Linked DNA regions of Mus musculus: regions 1, 2 and 4 are each linked to region 3. Evidence: chromatin contacts called from public HiChIP or PLAC-seq and promoter capture Hi-C data. All regions are on one chromosome and are shown on one strand. Each heading gives the region's core, a stretch centred on a gene start, on an enhancer-like site or on the middle of the called end of the contact. The rest is flanking DNA. Distances are from core to core; before and after follow the strand shown.

What was found. Promoter capture Hi-C pulls out the DNA fragments that hold promoters and counts their contacts. HiChIP or PLAC-seq counts read pairs in DNA pulled down with a chosen protein or histone mark.
Region 1: an H3K4me3 HiChIP or PLAC-seq map of bone marrow-derived macrophages shows a contact between it and region 3, with 7 times the contacts expected there. The contact joins the promoter of Heatr3 here to the promoter of Nod2 in region 3. A contact is called at or near these places in 6 of 39 promoter capture datasets (the C10 cell line, hippocampal neurons, liver and 2 more), 1 of 15 datasets of contacts at CTCF or cohesin (large pre-B cells), 1 of 484 Hi-C or Micro-C datasets (B cells), 4 of 115 datasets of contacts at active chromatin or transcription factors (bone marrow-derived dendritic cells, bone marrow-derived macrophages, pro-B cells and 1 more) and 2 of 9 other capture datasets (adipose tissue and macrophages).
Region 2: an H3K4me3 HiChIP or PLAC-seq map of bone marrow-derived macrophages shows a contact between it and region 3, with 6 times the contacts expected there. The contact joins the enhancer-like site here to the promoter of Nod2 in region 3. A contact is called at or near these places in 2 of 39 promoter capture datasets (embryonic stem cells and second pharyngeal arch cranial neural crest), 3 of 115 datasets of contacts at active chromatin or transcription factors (bone marrow-derived macrophages, embryonic basal ganglia and large pre-B cells) and 1 of 9 other capture datasets (pancreatic islet).
Region 4: a contact with region 3 is called in a promoter capture Hi-C map of cranial neural crest. The contact joins the enhancer-like site here to the promoter of Nod2 in region 3. A contact is called at or near these places in 12 of 39 promoter capture datasets (the 3T3-L1 cell line, the C10 cell line, the HPC-7 cell line and 6 more), 9 of 115 datasets of contacts at active chromatin or transcription factors (the 230-238 cell line, T-cell acute lymphoblastic leukemia, bone marrow-derived macrophages and 5 more) and 4 of 9 other capture datasets (adipose tissue, embryonic stem cells, liver and 1 more).

Annotation. Positions count from the first base shown.
Region 1 is chr8:88,136,596-88,141,650 of GRCm38.p6, reverse strand. Heatr3 (HEAT repeat containing 3) reads right to left here and starts at 3,766. Exons shown (of 15, transcript NM_172757.3): 1 at 3,494-3,766; 2 at 3,204-3,376; 3 at 1,672-1,759. The coding sequence starts at 3,631. Mir7071 (microRNA 7071) reads right to left here and starts at 3,445; the gene lies at 3,377-3,445.
Region 2 is chr8:88,225,032-88,229,868 of GRCm38.p6, reverse strand. All of the region lies in intron 1 of Tent4b (terminal nucleotidyltransferase 4B), which reads right to left. Among named protein-coding and RNA genes, the nearest start is that of Tent4b, 28 kb to the right of the region's middle. Within about 2 kb of position 1,343, at least 46 of the 459 cell types and tissues checked have an H3K27ac peak or open chromatin away from gene starts, as enhancers often do. A contact at or near this core is called in bone marrow-derived macrophages, where this site is marked.
Region 3 is chr8:88,645,222-88,650,044 of GRCm38.p6, reverse strand. It overlaps Nod2 (nucleotide-binding oligomerization domain containing 2), which reads right to left and starts at 2,698. Exons shown (of 13, transcript NM_145857.2): 1 at 2,636-2,698.
Region 4 is chr8:88,380,641-88,385,900 of GRCm38.p6, reverse strand. It overlaps Gm34751 (a long non-coding RNA gene), which reads left to right. Exons shown (of 4, transcript XR_879055.3): 2 at 1-316; 3 at 1,333-1,427; 4 at 3,350-4,311. Among named protein-coding and RNA genes, the nearest start is that of Gm34751, 5.7 kb to the left of the region's middle. Within about 2 kb of position 3,375, at least 24 of the 459 cell types and tissues checked have an H3K27ac peak or open chromatin away from gene starts, as enhancers often do. A contact at or near this core is called in T-cell acute lymphoblastic leukemia, where this site is marked.

The sequences.
Region 1 (5,055 bases), core at 2,517-5,016, 510 kb after region 3:
AGCACCTAGGTTCAAAAGAATAATTAAGCAAAAAAGATAGTAATAGTAAAGAATTATAACCTTAAAAACCCCAGAAATGATAGGGGTTAGTTAACAATTACATCAATGGTTACAGGTACAGTTCTCTACATGGTCCATCCCTTGGGCATGGAGATGACTCAGTGGTTAAGAGCACTCTGTCTGTCCAGAGGAAGGTTTTGCACTGCTCTTGCAGGAAACCTAGGCTAAGTTTTCAGTATCCACATCAATTGGTACACAACCACTTGTAACTACAGCTCCACGCTATCTGATAGCCTCTGAAGGTACCTGCATACACACAGCATTCACTCCACACAGACATACATAAATAAAAACAATAAAAACTTAAAAAAATAATACATCCCTTTGGCAAGAAACACAGATAAGAAAGGTTGTCAAGGAATGATGTTATTTGTCCCACACTTTACATGAAAGTATAAGACCAATACAACGTATTTCCCCTAATATAGTAAAAGTCAGAATGACAGAGGGTGCTGATTTAAAGCGAATAAATAAATATATATATATATATATAAAAGAATAATTAATTTATATTAAAAGAAACAGAATGACAAAGGAATACAATAGTTAATATCTGTACAACATCCCCTAAGTACTATTCTGAGCATTTTACATATATTTACTAGTTAATCCTCACAACAAACTTGAAGCAGCTCAACTATTAACCTTAACCTCCCAATATTCGTATGAAAATAAGATAAAAGAGGCTCCTGAAGACACAGCTGAGTGTATGGTAAAGCTGGGCTCTAGCTGCAGACATTCTAGCCTCCAACTGGAGCCCCGACCTCTGTGCAGGGCTGCTTCCTAGCACAGAACAGGGCACTCTCTAAAAGGTCTTCTGAGTCTTAGACGTCTAATGGGAGAATGCCCTCTGCAAGGAAGGAAGTTCTACAGCATCCCTGATCTCTACCCAACTGGGTGTCCCCATGGCACAGCCACCTGCAGCGCAGCAGCACTGCTTGTAAGGGAGCACTGACCAAGGTCTCATAGCATCAGTGTAAAACGGACAAAAGGCATGGCAGACTGAGAGGAATACAAGAGTCCAGTGTCCTTAGCCAATGAGCTACAGCATGTAACATGAATGTACATGTAACACGTAACAATGAGTCTAACATAGTCTTTGTAAGTTCATAACGTCTGTCCTTGGGCCCATCAGCACAGTATGAACTAGTATAAGAACACCTGCCTTGGATTTGGATACAGATGGGTGGTGCTAAAGCACCTGCCTGGTGGGAGGCACAAAGATCTGAGTTCCATTTCCAGCACCACAAAAAAGAAAGGGAAAAAAGACTTGTCCCATAGGACCACTGTGAAGATTAAATGACAGGCACACAGGAGTGAGCAGTCAGGGAACGGGCTTGAGTTCTAAGGGGGTAAGTGTGCATATCTTTAGAAAGGGCTCTTCTAATCATAAAGGTGGCAGAGACACAAATAATAGAGATTGGTATTACTGGGGCCTTTGTACCGAGTTTCCAGGGGAAAAAATAAAATTGTCACAGGGTATTTAAAGGGACACATAAGACGACACCAAAGTATTGAAAAATAAAAAACAAACAGACAAAAAACCTCCTAAACCTGTCTCCTAAAAACCACACAGAAGTCATCACTCAGGCTATGTTAAATGCCACATACCTCTCTCAGTAGTGCCACCAGGGGCGTCATGATGTCCTTTGCCACCATGTCATCACAAACGTCAAAACCTCCACAAGCACTGAGGTTTCTACATAAGAAATGTAAACACATTTTACTTTCAAGTCACATCTCACAAAATGCTGCTAAGCCCTGTATGTCTAACCACAGTTAAGGTTTTCCACAGGAAAAAACAAAACAAAACTGTATTTGTTATATGCTAGAGAGCAAGCCTACAGATTTTCAACTGTCCTGGTCCTCAGCACATCAAATAATTCATTGTCTTACACTGTTGTGTTGCTTTCAAGAGGCAACATGACCAGGGCAACCCTTATAAAGGAAGCATTTACTGGAGGCTTGTTTGTAGTCTCAGAGCCTTAGTCCATTGTCATCGTGGAGCATGGTGACATGCATGGCACTGGAGCAGTAGTTGAGAGCTGTATCTTGATCATAGACAAAGATGTTGGGCCTGGTGTGGGCTTTCTGAAACCTCAAATCCCACCCTCAGTGACATACTTCCTCTAACAAACCCACGCGTACTCCAGCAAGGCCACACCTCCTATTCTTTCTCAAATAGGAGAACTCAATACTAAGTGGTCAAATACATAAGCCTATGAGGGACATTCTTATTCAAACCATCATACCCCTAATAGTAGTCTCTGCAATTACTACTAGTTGTATTTATACATATAGTAATTATTTGGTTAATAATAATCAATATATTCTTAACACTAATCTTACTCAATAGACTTAAGATTTGTTTATTTATCTGGTTGGTTGGTTGATTTTTTCAAGACAGGGCTTCTATGTGTAACAGCCCTGGCTGTCCTGGAACTCACTAAGTAGTTCAAGGTGGCCTTGAACTGGCCTCGTCCAGTGGCTGGCACACAGGTGCTCCATCCAATATTTATTAGACTGAAACAATACACACAGGCAAATCTGTAAGAGCACAAATACTAACTTTCTGTCCTCTCTACAGTTCATTAGAGTGGCTTTTGCTTTTTGGCCTTTTTGAGATAGGATTTCTCTGGGTGACCCTGGATGTCCTGGAACTCACTCTGTAGACCAGGCTGGCCTCAAACTCAGAGATCTGCCTGCCTCTGCCTCCCTAGTGCGGGAATTAAAGGTCTGTGCCACCATGCTAGAAGGTCTAAATTTTACTGAAATTCAGCCCAGTCTTTTTGACAGTTTCCAGACACCCTCTCAGTGGAGCGCCTGCAAAGAGATCTTACATGCTGAAATGTCAGCTGTACTTGGAGCCCAGACTGAAAGACTATCCTATCAGGGACTCTATGGTGGGTTTTGAGATGGGGTAAATGTGCATGAGGTTTGATGGTTGGTGAAGCGCCAGGTGGATACAACAAAAAGTGTGTGAGCCCCGGGGTCCTTCGGTGCATGAATTCACATCTCCATCCACTGCAAACCTGAGCTAACTGGCATGTTATTATTCCCCCAGAAGTAGAGAATGCATCGGGCGAGGGTGTCCCAGGTTTGTTTGCTCGCAGGGACACTGCCTCGGGCCCTCTCGGGCTCACCTCAGAGCTCCGGCCGCCGTCTCCCTTACCGCCAGACTCGAGTCCAGCAGCAGCGGCCCGAGCCGGCGCACAGCATCCCGACGGGCTAAGTCTGGTAGTGCGGGCCGCTGCTGCACTAGCCGGGCCAGTCCCGCGCAGGCGCACTCGCGGACCTCGGCGCTCGGGTGCTGGAGCTGCGGGAACCGAGACGTCAGAGTCGCGTAGTGAGCACGCGCGCTGCAGCACCTCGCTCCCGGGCCCCCGGGCCCCCGGCCGCCCGCCGCCCGAGCCTGGCCATGCCCTCGTCCCACCTTCTCCAGAAGCTCCGCCGCGGGCCCATCGTCCTCCTCGTCCCCAGTCCCGTTCGACGCGGCCGCCGCCTCGGCCTGACAGCTCTCGATAGGGGAGAACTGAGGTCGCTTGAAGCGCTTCGTCCGACTCTTACCCATGGCGACGGAGGCTGCAGTGACAGACCAGAAGAGGACGACTGCAGCAGCCGTCGTTGGGGCCCACCGGGCCCGTGGCGACTTCCAGGCTCGACGTTACTTGGCGTCTCCCCTCAGCGGGTCCAATGTGACGGCCTGAGCACACATGGAAAAGCAGCACGCCTGCGCAGAGGGCGGGAGCAGGGACTGCGCGTGCGTGTAATGTGATGTGGGCGGGGCCATCCCTGACAATGGGTGGAGCCCTGGATGTCCCTGGGAATGTTAACACACCCATCTCATTTCCATCGTACAAACGTAAGGCTTCTACAGAAATTCAACTGTACGAAAGGCAAGTTCAGCCAGCAAGATGGTGGTGGATCTTGACTTTAATCTCAGTACTTTCTTTACCATTCTTAGGAGCCATTCCTCAGCCACCCATAGGTAATAGTTTTAGAAGAAGCCTAGTGACTTTCAGCCAGTCATTTCATTGTGCTAGGGACTGAGACAACATAAAAAAGTTTCTCATAAAATATTTGTCTAATAATTTTTTTTAAAATGTGTGGTATATGTGTAGGCACACGTGCTGCCTCATTCGGGTGGAGATCAGAGGACTCCTCTGAGGAATTGGTTCTTTCCATCAACAACAGTTCCAGGAATCAAACTCTGATTTTTCAGGTTTGCATGGCAAATGCCTTTATTTGCCGAATCATTTCATCCTTTTTTTTTAAAGGTTACTATTTTTTTTCAAACATCTGTTTGAAATATAGCCTTCCTAAAAGAGACTCTTAAGTATATTTTCTAAAAACTTTTGGTGGAGTCCTGTAGTTGTTTATTTATTATATGTAAGTACACTGTAGCTGTGTTCAGATACTCCAGAAGTAGGCATCAGATTTCGTGACGGATGGTTGTGAGCCACCATGTGGTTGCTGGGATTTGAACTCAGGACCTTTGGAAGAGCAGTCGGCACTCTTAACTGCTGAGCCATCTCACCAGCCTGTAGCTGTAAAAGCCACTTCAGAGTTTGACATCATGGCATTCTGCTTCATGCTACCAGCACGTCCTCTATAAACCAGGGAGCCTCCTCTGTCTTCCTGGAGCTCTCCTGAACTAGTCTTAGGCCTGGGCAAAGGATAGCTTAAGTTTAGCGTTCCTTGAACTGATCATTTGGCTATCACCTGGGGCATATTCTCAGATCTACTTAAAATTCCTTCTGTTATAGGTAGGGATGTATTCTGGAAATGGGAGATATTTAAAAATGCCCCACTTATGGGGCCTGGTTTAGTGTCCTCATTCTCCTGCTGTCCCAGCAGACACATCACCATGGGCCCTTCATGTATTTTGTGTGGCAGTTATCTCTGAATTGTCCCTGTCATCAAATGTGTGCAGGAATGAGCCTCAGCAAACGAGTGATTGCCTAGCAAGTGCCAGGCCCTGAGTTCCAGTGCCAG
Region 2 (4,837 bases), core at 94-2,593, 420 kb after region 3:
TCTTGGGTCTCTATAATTCAGCCTGCTTTTATTTTTACCCATCGTCAGCAACAATTAATATGTCCTTTTTACTACTTTAGTTTTGCATCTCGTATAGTTATATATAATTTTATAAAAAGCATATAAAGCAAATTATGCAGAAAATACTTGTAGGGTTACTCATTTAGTCTTTCAGTGTCAATATTTTGATATCTACCTACATTGCTGGATCAGTGAACCCTTTCCCTTTTGTTATTATTTATTTGCAGTGCTGGGGTCACACCCGAAGCCTTGCACACAGACAAGTGCTCTGCCACTCAGCTCTCTCCATCCTAGGCCATTTCCCTGGTTCATATGTTGAAATTCTCTTTTTTTTTCCATGTAGTATTTTCAGTGATCCTCTGGGACTCACATTATGCAACCCATCACACTCACTTCCCAGTCTTTCCATGACCACCTTGCCCTTGTTATTCCCCCCCATCAAAATAAACAGATAGACAGATGGATAGATAGATTAAAATAATAAGTAAAAATCAAAGGGAAAAAGCCCAGTTTGTATTGTCTATATATTCACTAGAGCATGGTCAAACTCTCACTGGTGGGTGTGGCACCATACCTAGCCCATAATGTGTTAATTCACATAACACTCTTGTTTTGGTTATTTAAAAAAAAAAATATACACACACACACACACACACACACACACACACACACATATATATATATAATCTGCTTAGCTATGACTTGATACAAACTTAGAAAAATGTTGTATACTATCATACTAAATGAATCCCATCCTGAAGTCATACAAGATTACTACACTTCCTGACATGCATACAAGACAAGGAACACTTCCGCCTGGGGGGGGGGGGGGGGAGAGCCACTCCTTCCAGCAGCTAGGCAGAGCTTCACTTCCAGTTTCAGCCACTTGCCTTCACAGCCTACAAAGTGGAGACTCTTTGCTCAGAACAGCATAAAAAGACTCCATCTTCTAGCCAGGTGGTGGTGGCACACACCTTTAATGTCAGCACTCAGGAGGCACAGGCAGGAGATCTCTCTGAGTTTGAGGCCAGCCTGGTCTACAGAGTGAGTTCCAGGACAGCCAGGATGACACAGAGAAACCCTGTCTCAAAACAAACAACCAAACAACCAAAACCAAACTGAATATCTAAACCAAACTGTATCCAAGCAGAAAACAGCTAAAGAACCTCTCTGCCCCAGGGGCATGAGGTCCTCACCCGGAAGCTTATCTCAGCATCACTCATTTTCAATAGTTAAAAATCAAATGGGTAGTCTAGCACTTTAAACAGGGAGGGACAACCCAGTTAAGAATTTAGCTGTGAAGAACTCTATGGTCATGCAAACAAAACTGATGTAGTGAATCTTCAACTTGACAGAATCTTGGCAGTAAAATCAGTGTTAAGAGCAAACATCCTAATCCCATCTAAGACTGGGAGCACAAGCTTTGAATCTAGTTGCAGTCAATGAAAAGCTGTGGTTACAGTGGAACTGAGGCAAAGGTGGGGTCACTAGCCATGAGGAAGCACCCTAACCAACCACAGAAGGAGCACAGAAGCAAGGATCCTGTAAATAATTCCTCTGGGAAAAGCAAAACAAGCTCCCTTTGTCAGACGAGGTGTAAATAATTCCCTCTTCCCGGCTAACTCTCAGGGGTGGGGGGAATTAACCCTTCAGGAGCACAAGAGAAAGTGGACGGTGCCACAGGAAGTCTCACATGGTTTCTGTTTGGGCTAAGGGCTAGCCTTCCTTGGGAGCACAGGGCTGCCCTGTGTCCCAGCACATACATACTGCTGCACCTGCTTGTCCGGCTCAGGCCACGCAAGAGATTTACCTGGTCTGTATTAACAGCCAAGAGCAAAGCACAACTTGGTGACCCATGCATGCATGCATGCCAAGTAAGAGCAGGTGACACTGCTGCAAGGGCCAAATTTTCATAACCGAAGGGTGTCACTCTGGCCAGGACCTAAATACACTTCCACATCACACAACACCACCAATGTTCACTTCGAGTGGTATCATGAGATGCCATGAAAATTAACATCTTATACGATTTCAATAGCATCTCTAACTCGTAAATTTGTTTCCTTTTAAATCATCCTTGAACACAAGAAGTTTCTATTTCTGTGCACTCTTAGTTAACATAATAAAAATAACTCAAACTAGTGAGCAAAGACTGTTCAATAGATCATGCAACAAATGGTGCTGAGGGAACTGGATATCCGCATACAAAAGAATAAGGCCAGACACTTACCTTCAACAATATTCAATAATTCACTCAGAGTGCCAAAAAGCCACACTTAAAACCTCAAACTCTGGAAAGCACACTGTAGGAAACACTACATTTGGCACTGACTTCTTAAGACATGACACTAAACACACATATAAAAGGAAGAACCAATTGAATTTAATCAAAAATTGTAAACCTTTGTGCAAAAGAGTAAAGTATTAAGAGAGTAAAGGACTGGGCTGGAGAGATGGCTCATGTTTAGGAGAGCCTGCTGGTCTTCCAGAGTACTCAGGGTTCAATTCCTAGCACCCACATGCTGGCTCACAACATCTGTAACTCCAGTTTCAGGATACCGAATGCTCTCGTCTGACCACCAAGGGCACCAGGCATGGTGCACAGACATGCATGCAGGAAAACACTCATACACATAAAAATTTTTAAAGCCAATTTTTAAAAAACTGAAAGTAAAAAGAAAATCCCCAGAATGGGAGAGTATATTTGCAAGTTATATATTTGATAAAGAAATACTATCCTGACAGATTATGTAAGAAGCATGATTCAACAATGCAAAAGGGAAAAAAGAAAGGTCTAAACAGACATTTCTCCAAAGAAGAAAGACAGATTGCAATAGACACATAAAAATGCACTGTTAGCCATTATATTAGATAGGGCTTTATTTCTGTGCAGAGACACCATGACCAAGGCAACTCTTATAAAAGACAGCATTTATCTGAGGCTGGCTTACATGTTCAGAGGTTCAGTCCATGGCAGCACAGAGATGAGATAACTGAGAGTTCTACATCTAAATCCTTAGCTAGCAAGGAGACTGAATTCCATACCGGCTAGAGATTGAGCATAGGAGATCTCAAAGCCTGCCCCCACAGTGACAAACTCCCTCCCATAAGCCCACACCTACTCCAGTAAGGCCACATCTCTCAATAGTGCCAAGCATTCAAACACAGAAGTCTATGGGAGACATACCTATTCAAACCACCACAGTTTAACTAATGAAAACCACAATCAGACATCAATTTACATCTAAGAGGATAACTACATTAAAACAAACAGAGTTGCTATTGGGTGGCTCAGAGGGTAAAGGTACTTGCTGCCTGTGTCCAATCCCTAAGATCCACATAGTGAAAATAGAGAAGTAACTTCCACAAGTTGTCCTCTGACCTCCCTCCATACATGCAGCATACATCCCCCTCCCACATTCCCCATTTTAAAAAACATTAAAACAAAACAAACAAAACAGAAAACAAACCCACTATGATATGAAGGCTGCAGCAGGAAGGCTTGTCTTTTCTATAAGCATCCTTCTAAGGGCCACCTGCCTAACTGACAGCTATCAGAGCTCTCCCTGGCACCCAGGCTGCCATCCATCAGCTGCAGGACTATCCTCACATAGGTCTGGCTGTGAATACTGCACTGAGGTATCAGATGAAGTTCCTCAGCTGCCACTGCTGCTTGCTACCCGAGAGTAGTAACTGCAGCTCCAGAAAGCAGGGGGCTGGCCTGTGTGAAACGCATTGCCCTAGACATTTTACCATGAAAGACTCAGTGAGGTCCAGATGACAGTTTACCTTGCAGGCATTTTCACCCAAACAAGGGGAAACAGAAAGCCTACAATTAGTGTAAGGAGAGTTCTTCATTTGCATAAGGGACTGTGCCATTTTTTTGGTTCAGACAGTTGTTCTTTTTCATGAAATTCTGAGATAGAGATGTCCATTTCTGGTCCATTTCTGGTCACACTGAAGGCTGCTCAGCTCTCTGTTAACCACGCTGGAGAGGGGCTCCTGGGCTGGTACTGCAACACTGGGACCAATAAAAGGATTCTTGTGCCTTTTTCTTTGCTTCTAACTATATAATTAGCAGAGCTGGCTAGGCTGCTGCCATAAAAAAGAGAGGGTGGAAGCAGCCATTGTAGAGACAGTGACAATAAATACACAAGGGCAGCTAGGGTGTCAGGGCAGAAACAAAAGAGGCAGCAGAAACAATGAGGGCTGTGAGGAGCTGAAGACAATGTAGGCCTGGGCTCTAGACGCAGCAGAAGCTTCTCTCTCCAGGGAGCGCTCCTACAGGCCTAAGACACGCAACACTAGCTTCTCTCAAAGGATGGAGATCCTGGCACCTAGGTCAGAGGACTGTGACATGTGTCACTCTCAAGGGCTGCCGCTTCAGGGCAGGGGTCCCAGGAGCTGAGGCTGTCTAAGACCTGTAAGAAGCTCCTGCTGCTGCTGCCTGCTGCCGTTCACAATGCTGACCAACCAAGCTGCTAACACTCCCAGTTCAGTGGAAAGCATATGGCGAACCACCAACCTGTGGCTTAGTCATGTTTCTAGATGCTTATCTTTAAAAACAATTTTTTATTCTGTGTGTGTGAGTGTATGTGTGCATGAATGCACATGTGTACATGCACACACTTATGCAATCCCATGTCCAACCTGTGCCACATCACCTAAGTGGAGGTGAGAGGACAACTCTATGGTTGTCCTCCTTCCAACCTCACACAGGCCCCAGGGATCAAATTCACAGGCTTACACGACTAGCCCTGGCTCTGGCTTCTGAAGTCTAACACAAATCTTTAAGTCTTTAAGTCTCTTCTAGCAA
Region 3 (4,823 bases), core at 1,449-3,948:
CAAAGAGCTGGAAAAGAAGACCTGGGCTTGAAGCTGTCCTCCTGACAGGCTGAAGAAGTTCTTTATTAGTTAGTCCCAGAATCTCGTTCTTGTACCTTCCTCCCTTGTCAGACTTGCTCTCCCCAGGCTAAACACACTGCTTTGTCATCCTTGCCTTCTCTACCAGGCTAGTGCCACATTGGAGTCACTCTTAGGCTCTGCAAGGTGCAACCCAAACAAAGGGGGTCACTTCCTTTCTGAAACAGAGGGTCAAGGGTATCAACAAAGGCCCATGTCTGTTTCTTGGCACTTCCTTCCTATCCAGGATCATAGGTAGCCTGGTGTTCCTGAAGTTCCTAGCTGAGGACTTTGTTCAAGGGCTGAAATCCCTTTGCAGTGCCCCCAGGCCTCCAGCAGACGGGAGAGAAAGGAAGGCAGCAAGAGGAGAGCAGAATGCAGCCCTGAGCTGTCCTAGTCCTGACTGGCTAAGATCTCCCTGGAGCACTAACTAACTCCTCTCCTGCCCCATGTCTGAGTTGCTCCCCAGGAAACCAGTTCCCATCAGAGAACAAACAGATCAATTCATCCTTCATTTCTGCCCTCCCTTGTCTGGACCTGAACTGCCATTCCCAAATCCACCCCATCTCCTTCATCCCCTCCCACACCCACTACCAGAGAGAATACAAACCATGATTTCCACTTGTTCTGTTCTCTGCCTTTCTTTCTGTCACCTTCCTCCCTGGAGCACTTCTCTGGAAGTCATGAAGGGTTTCACTGATATTCTTCCCTGCTTCCCAGCTGCTCTTTCTATCCATTCTGCCTCCAAGGCTGATTCCTAGTCCCCCACCCCACCCCCAAGTACAAATCACTGATGCGTCTCTGCCCACAGGCCCAATTCCCAACTGTGAGATAACGATGACTGAAATGTTACTGGACACTATTCAACATCATGTGGTACCTACCAACATCTCCAAAAGACAAATACAAAATCAATCACCGGCTCTCCCTCCTATCAGCTCCCCTCGCAGACGAAGGCAGCCCCGAACTCTCAGAGTCATGCTTGACGCTGCCTCTCTCCAGCATCACAGACTATCCATCCAACCTCCAACAGACTCCAAATCTGAAAGCCACAGGTTCTCTCTATGCCATGATGTAAGCTCTATAGCCTCCCTTCATGTTTCCCTCATCTGCCATGAACCTCCATAGGCAGTCTCAGCCTCACAACTTGATGAACCCTGCCAAACCTTAAGTCAGAGCAGGAGCCTTATCTGTTCATGGCTCCCATCAGAGTCAAAGCGAAAGCCAAAAGCTTTTATGGCGAACTCAAGCCCAATACAAGAGACCTCAGATGCCACCCCTTTCCTCCTTGCCACCCACCATCCACCCCCAGCCCTCCAATTCATCCCTCCATTTACACCCTGCTCTGGTCTGTCATGCTTCTATAAGCTCCTCCCTCCCTACCTACACACACACACACACACACACACACACACACAGTGGGGGCTTTCTCTAGCTCCCCCTAGATAGTCACATGACTTGCCAATCCCCTCCTTAAGACTTTGCTCAGTGGTGACTCTCTCAGAGGTGCCTTCCTATGCTATGCAAAACTGTAGCCCCTAAGCCCTGTCCCAGCTTTTTCTCCCCACAGTACTTCCTATCCTCTGAGATGGCATGTGTTAGCATGATGTATTCACCATATCCCTGTGCATCACCCAGTGTACAGATGGGGTCTGCATGGGCTGAGGATGTGTTTGTTCCACACAGCGTGGGGGCGGGGGTGGCTGTGGAACCAGAGAGTTGCAAGGCACAGACTTTGGCCAAACAGCTATAGAAGCCACTTTGTTAGCAGTAAGCGTCTGCTCACTGGGCCACCCTACAATGCTGACCTGGGTGGGAGAGAGGGGACAAGATGGAGCCAGTGCCAGCTTGGAGCTGCATGTGGAGGCCAACTGGCATTAAGTGGCCAAGAAACTGGGAGCCCCAAAGGCCTCACAACAGACTGAGCAGACCAGAGCCAATGGGGCTGACTCTTTGGTCTTCAGGAGGGCAGAGATGAGGGAGGGGGCATTTCCCCTGCAGGGTATCAACCGTGGGTGAGATTACATACAGAAAAGCCAATGTCCCTGCCCCAGGCCAGGACCCTGCAGGTTCTGAAAAAGACACAGAAGTTAGAGAGAAGGGGGTGGGGGGAACTGAACCAGGAATAGTTCCTGCTAAGACCCAAAGCAGGGTTTTCTCCCTCTGGGTAAGGACCTCACCTGCAAGTTTCCCCTCCGTTGTCCCAGCCACCTCCAAATCACAGCCTCGCCTCAGACTTCAAAGGATCCTGGGGGCTTCAATTTGGTCCCAATACCCTATTCCTTCTCAGTTACCAAAGCCTGCCGTGGCTCCCCTCGAGACATCCCTTTCCTTTTACAGCCTATCTACTCCGTCGATGCTTCCAGGAGAAACAGAGTCCCTTTCAGGAGCTCAGCCAGGCCAGCTCCAGAGCCAGTTAACAGCGTCCCCGCGATGGGACTTGTGACGGTCGTGATCTCCACAAAACCAAGCGCTGTTGCCCGGGAGTCCTCGGTCTCCCCGCGAGAAAACCCTCCTTTCCACATATCCACCCACCCCGATCACCCGCAGACCACAGAACCAGAAAGCAAGCACTCACCGCCAGCTGCAGCGTGGGGATCCCTCGCCAGTTTTGCGGTGACTCCACACTAGGACTCCCTCAGTGATCTACTCCCGCCCATCGCCCCACCCACCTAGCCAGAGACCCCGCCCACTCTGGCAGGCTGGGAAGGGCGGCCACACCCCTCCTGATTTCCCTCTAGGGACTGGTGAGACAGGTATCCGGGAACAGGCCTGCCTGCAGTGCTTTGTGTTCTGCCCTTGGGGACCGGTTTCAATCACAAGGGAACCAGAGTCCTGGGAACAAGAGCTAGGAAAGCCCTCAGTGTCAGTAGGAGCCGATGCACCCTCTCAGGGATTTGTAAGCCCTTAGTCAGCTACAGTCTTAATGGAGGCATTCCCAGAAGGCCGTGCTGGGTGGTGTTAGGGCATTTAAAGTTCCTCTTTTCCCCTTGGTTGTCAGTCCCATGCAAGCTGAGGAAAGAGGTCTAAGTGTAATAGCACTTGCCTCCAACGTAGCCTCCTAGGCTGGGCTCTGCCACCATCCTAATCGGAATTCGCCAGCGTTGTTTAGTTCCCATTCTTAATGTTACTTCTAAAAAGACTTGTACATGAACTCTCATTTGAGAGAGAAAGGGAGAGGAGAGAATAATTGACCCAGACATGAAATTGTGTATAAACCACTTCCAAGGTATGGTTGAGGTTCCGAAGATTTGTATTGTAGATATGAGGAAGGGTACAGCCGGAGGCATCTGGAAGAGTCCAGAGCAGGGAAAATAGCAGCTTGAACATGGTCAGCGGGGACATGACCATGAGAGGAAGAGAAAGAGACAACCAATGTGGGGTGGGGAGAGGGAGAAGAGAGAGAGAGAGAGAGAGAGAGAGAGAGAGAGAGCCAAGAGAGAGCACAGCCAAATGGCAGGGTTTTATGGGAATGAGAAGTTGGGGGAGGGAAGCCCACAAGCTGGAGAAGCTTAGAGTTGGGATGTAGGGTAAGAACTATGGAGAGCTACAGGTTATGAGGGAGCCTGGAGGCCACCACAGGCTTTGGTGCTTTGGTATGCTAATAGATACTCCCTTTAGCCTTCTGTCTGGGGAGTTCCTTCTGAAACTGACACTTAGTATTGTGCTGGCCTCTGCTCTCAGTAAGTCTCTTAACCCCACCTGTAGGGCACTCCTCTTGTCCCAGGCTTACGGATGAAGAAACTGAAGCACAAAAAAATTCACTAGCCTGTCAACACCGTGATGTGTCCCAGGCCTCAGGCACCAAAGACTGTGCGCTAACCACTGCCTCACACTGCTTCCAAGTTAAGTACCTATGCAGTACTTATGCGGATGAAATAACCCAATACAAGCTGAATTAAAAGTAGGGAAGGTTTATTTGGGAGCCGCTCTAGAGCAGGTTCACGGATGCCAAGGAATAGGGCCAGGGAAATTACCACACAGACAAGGAGGGGATGGGGGTGGAGGCAGAGAGATAAGAAGAACGAGCATGCAGATGTCTGGATTATATAGGGAAGAGCCTCTGGGGGAGGGGGAAGCCCAGCCCCTGGGCTGGAGAGGTCAGGGTAGAGGGTGAGTATTCCATCCATACCCAGAAATAGGTAGGAACTGAAGGATGCTGGGAGAACCTGGAGACCAGGTCTACTTTGATGTGTTAAATAGACACCTCAGCTGCTTGTCCCCTGTTTGAAACAGTTTCAAACCCAACAGTTTTGATTTTAAATAGTTTACATTTATTTATTGTCTGTGGGTATTATGTATGTGGATGCATATATGTCTTGGCACATGAGTGGAGGTCATAGGACAACTTGGAGGACTCAGTTCTCTTTTCACCATGTGGGGTCCTGAGGATCGAATTTAGCTTGTCAGGCTTAGCGTCAAGTACCTGTCTACCATGGAGGAGGAGGGGTTGGGGAGCATGGTGGAAACCTAGCTCATGGCAGAAGAAATGCATGGTAGAGACTGTTCACCTCCATTCTGGACCAGGAAGCAGAGAGTTACAGGAACCAGACATAGCCTTCAAAGGTCTGCCCATAGTGATCCATTTCTACCAGCTGCCTCCCCCCCACACACACACGCTTTCTAAAGGCGCTTCTGCAAGGAGAATCTCACTGTGTAAAAGCATTGCCTATCAATAAAAAAAGCCTATTGCCAATAAGCTGAAGCAGGAAATCGGAGGTGGAACATCCAGGAGAGAATTCTGGGAAACAAACATGAGAGATTCG
Region 4 (5,260 bases), core at 2,126-4,625, 260 kb after region 3:
AACTCACCTGCTCAAGTCTCCTTCCCATCACTCAGTTGACAAGCATCCCAGCGAGGCAATACCGTGTGCTGCTCTTCCAGCACAGCTTCGAGTCTCTCTCCCTGGAGGGCTTCTTTAGCCAGAGTTGCTCCATTTGCTGGGAGTGCTCACCTCTCACTGTCTACTCCCCATACCAGAACCCAGCTCGGCACACTGACTACTTCCTCAGGAGCACTCCATGCCACTGTGGCCATACCGACCACATCTCAGTCCAGCTGGTCCCACGGCTGATGACACTAGCCCATGATGCAGCTCATCTGAGAATGTGAGCTCCTAGGTAAGAGAGGATTGGAAACATTGGAATCATGGATGGGAACACCCTCAGCCCACGAGCCAGTCTCCATAGATCAGGACCCTTTGAACTTCAAGAATCTCAATTTGAACCTCTTGATTGCTGTGGTGGCTTGAATACACTTGGCCCAGGTAGTGGCAGTATTAGGAGATGTGGCCTTGTTGGAGCGGGTGTGGCTTTGTTAGAGGAAGTGAGTCACTGTAGTGGTGGGATTTGAGACCTTCCTCCTAACCATGTGGAAGCCAGTCTTCACCTAATGGCCTTCAGATGAGGATGTAGAACTCTCACCTCCTCCTGCACCATGTCTGCTGGATGCTGCCATGTTCCTGCCTTGATGATAATGAACTGAGCCTCTGAACCTATAAGCCAGCCCCGATTAAATATTGTCCTTATAAGAGTTGTCTTGATCATGGTGTTTGTTCACAGCAGTAAAACCTTAAGACAATTGCAAAGGTGTTTGGATCTGTCAAGAGTATGAACAGAGCTGCCTCTTTGATTATTCTTTCTTCCCCTTCTTCCCCCATCTTATTTCTACCTTTTTTTTTTTGACAAAGAGTTTCATTTGTTCCTGGTGCCAAAACTTCCTTTACAAAGATGAAGAAGGTGGCATCCCCCTTATGTAGACTAGACAGGCCTTGAACTTCCACTGCTCCTAGCTTTGCACTGAGCACTGGGTGACAAGCATGTATCTCCACACCAGCTTGGAAGTGTATTTTCTCTAGTACTGTGGGGCCAAAGTTCAGGGAGGATTCATTTAGCATCATTGGCCACAGATCTTCCTAAGCCAATTACTGCGGGCTGAGGAATAGGGTCACATGGCCACAGCAGGATCAGCCCCACATCAGAACTGCAGGAAGGCCACGAAACAGTGGTGTACTGCTAAAGGACAAGAAAGAAGGAGAAGAAAAGAGCCATTACCAGAGGACCCTCCTGACACCTGAGCCTGACCTGGGGCTGTCATCTCTGGTGGCTTGTGAGCCCTGTTCTGGTTGACATTGCAGACTGAGAACTCCCCAATCAAAGCAACTTTGGTTGTTGGGCTCCTGTGTTCTGGGTACTGCTGTGGAACTCGTTCAGTCTCATGACAGCCCTTAAGGTGAGTGTAATTATGGTCTCTTTCTGTGGATGAGAAAAATGAGGAACATAGGAAGGGTAATTCATGTCTTCAAAGTTCCCAGATAAGAGTTTGAGGAGCCAAGATTCAAGTCCCAGGAGACATTGTCAGTACCTGAGCCTCCCCACTGCACAGTACTGACAGCAGGGACTGCTTGATCAGGCCTGTGTACAGGCAGCCGAGCGGTGGCAGTCTGCCTCCCCATGTGGTTACAACCTTCAACCTGAAGTACCCCTCCCCTCACAAACACACACACACACACAGAGAGAGAAAGAGAGACAGAGAGAGAGAGAGAGAGAGAGAGAGAGAGAGAGAGAGAGAGAGAGAGAGAGAGAGAGAGAGAGAAACAGCCCAGAGCCCTGGCAAACTGGCTAGGACAACTGGCTCTGTCCTCTGCCCCAAGGTAAGACACCCGATACAAATCCAGCCCTCTCCCCTGAGCTGACCTCAGCTCCTCTGTCACCTGGGGTCCTCTACTTCTCAGCACCTCAGCTCCTCACTCAGTCACTGATGAAGCATCTGAAGAGTTGGATCATGAGAAAGAGGCAATGGGCCTATGATCAGGGTGCCTTGCAAAATGGCAGGTGGGGGAGGGGGCCAGATCCCTCCATCTACCTCTCCCACTGGATACAGACTTTACACAAAGCTCGGAATCCCAGCATCCGCATCCTTCAGTGCATCTCTTACTTGTCCCTGAGCAGCTGTGTGACCTTGATGAGCCCTTTCCCAGCCAGAGCCTCTAAGTATCCATGCTACAGCCCTGTGGGGGAGGCAATCCTGGGATCAAGTGTTCCTCACCAACTTTCAGGCCAGCGGTGCCCTGACAAGGATGCTCAGGGGCCGGTCCTGTCCACCTGACTTCCCCAGGAGGTCCTCATCCTGTCCGGTTTTATCTCTCCTTCCTGCCGATCCATCAAAACTTAGCTTTCTGGTCCCCTCAAGTCCTGCCATGTTGGCTCTAAGACATTACTGTATCAGAGGCTGGAGAGAGAGTTCAGCAGTTAAAAGCACAGGCTGCTCTTGCCGAGGACCTGGACTTAATTCTTAGCTTCCACAAGGTGGCTCAAAACCATAGTAACTCCAACCCCAGGGGATTGACACCCCTACTGGTCTCTTCCAGGTACTGCATGTAGATGGTGTACAGACATATACACAGGCAAAACATCTATACATGTTAAATGAGTGAATAAATAAATAAAATTTTAAAACAAAGCAACAAAACAAACAAACAACAAGAACACTGCATAACCCAGATAGACAGCAAGTAACTAAAACTAATGGCTTTTCTCTCTTTCTCCCCCTTCCCAAGAACAAGAGAGAAGGCTGGGGTTGCAGGACTAACAGTTCTGCCCAGGGAACTCTATACAAGGGCCTTGAAACCTTAAAGGCAGCAGAAACTGAGACATCCACATTGGGCTCACCTGTGACAGGGTATTGGCAGTCCCCAGGGAGCACGTGGGCCCCTTATGTGGCAGAGTGGCACAAGGCACATTATTCCTAGCCTGCATCCAATGTCAGTCACGTTGCCTGGTACCCCACCCTGTTCCCGAAAACCAAAGGCGCCCCTTCCAGAGAAAAAAGAAGACAGCCTCTTCATTAATAGCGCTGGCGGCAAGGTAAGGCCGGCCGCCCGCCCCAAGCCCGCGCCCCTAATTATGCCACGCGCCTTTCATCCCCACGCACACACGCGGAAAGTTTATTGTTGTATTTCGGCCTTTCTTCAGTCTCCTCTGCCTTTCATGCGAGGGAAGGGTGCTGAGGGGTCAAAGCTTCCTCCCCCGGCGCCTCTCCCTGCTTCAGTCCTTTAGAAAAACACCCAAAGCCATAATTTGTCTTAGAATTTCTTTTGAAACAGCTACAAGAAAGACTAACGACTGCTCTTTTCCCTCTGTTTCTGATTCCAGCCATCCCTTTATCTGGCTTTCATTAGAGCCTGGGCCGCGCCTCTTTTGTGGGAGAGACTTGAGGGAGCCGAGGCAGTTTCCCGCCGCTGTGATGTTGCTAAAGATTAAAAAGGAGCTTTGAAGCTGCACCAGCGCTGCCTGCGCCCCCTCGGAACAGGACCTCAGAAAGACCCGCGCCATCTGGCAAACCTGACATAAAGACAAAATAAAGTGATTGAAACAGTCTCTTCAAAGCCACAATGGCAGATTTGTTGATTTGGGCGTTATCTTTCATGCGAGGCCCTCAGAAGTCACCAGAACACCTAGATAACCTCAGGCAGGCCTGACTGGAGTGGATAGAGCCTTCCAGGCTGAAGCTTGCCGAGAGAGAGGACTGGCTGGAACTGGTGGGGGCTGAGAGACGGACTGATGGCCACCGGAGGTGGCTTTGGGTCACTCAACAATTGAATGTAGAGGGTTCAATCACTGGGACTCTGCCTCACCTGTGTGTTCCCGTGTTCCCTCAGGAAGAGCACCGGATGCTGGTGGAAGTAGAGCCCCCGTGGGAAGCTGATACGGGGATGCATGTGGAGAGGGCAAGAGATGGAAAGGCCTTACCCTGGTTGCAGCTGACAGCCTGTTAGTGGTGCCATGACACTGTTGTCAGTGACAATCCTGGCTGGGCAGGTGCTTCCAGGCTAGGTCCCACCAGACAATCTCAGCCAACTGAGCCCAGCAAGTTACTACTGACCTCTAATAACACCCACCATGGCTGGAATTTGGCTCACTGTGTGCGTGAGCCTGGGCTCCTTCATTGGAGAAACTGCTGTCATGATCGGACCCTTACATTCTGTTAGGTGGCAGTGTTGAGCCTACAGCTCCCAGTCTTGAACCAAGAATGTTCTGTTGAGCTAATGGGGTGGCTTATACCTGTGAGCCCAGTGCTTCAGGGGTGGAGTTAGAAGAATCAATGGTTCAAGGTCCCTCCCAACTACACAGCAATCTTGGACTACAAAAGACCGGCTCTCAAAAAAAAAAACAAAAAACAAAAAACAAAAAACAACAACAACAACAAAAAGCAAATGAACAAACTGCCTTGGACAGCAGTCTGGAGAGGGCAACACAAACACCAACTGAATAGACTGAGCTTCAGCCCAAGGGCTTAGGGTGACACCCCACATCCCCACCACCCATGCAACTTCTCCTAGTAAGAAGATGCACGGGCTGGAATGGGAAGAAAAGAATGGTAAGGGGGCTCAGCAAGCACTATTAAGGGGCTCAAGTGGAGTGTGGGGAGCAGAACAGCTGGCCCTCCATTCCCGCCACCTGACCACCGTGACTAGTTCAGCTTCGTCTCCACACAAGGCACCCAATTCAACCCCTGCCTTTATTTTAAGGCCTTGCTAACCAAACGCGTGCACAACTTAGAAGGTAGGATGGCTGGAGGCCTCCAACCCTTCCTCCTAATCCCCTTAAACCCGGGGTTCCAATCGGGCTGACGAACCGGATAAGAAATGAATTGCAGTCTGCCGCGTTTCGGCAAAATTGCCAATTCGTGAAATTTGACCACTGCTCCACCTCCAAGGATCTACTGAAGCCCTACTGTGCACATCCACACAAACAAAAGTGATGCCAAGCTGTCCTCAAATTCCAGGCACAGAAAAGACACCCAGAGTTCATCAGCGGGAGGCGTGACAAGCCACTTCTGCTTTCAGGGCAGGGGCAAGGGTCCTATCACACACATGGGCCCTCCAGACAACTTGCCTGCCCCGGACAAATGTACTGCCAGTATCAGCCCTCCCCACTGCCTTGTCTATTTCAGAGGAAGCGCTCATCCCAGGTGGCCCACACCACCCTTCCTTCCTCTCAGAACACAGCTGGCTTGGCATGGGGTGTCGGGAGGGGCTCACAACAGATTTCCTGGCCTGAGAT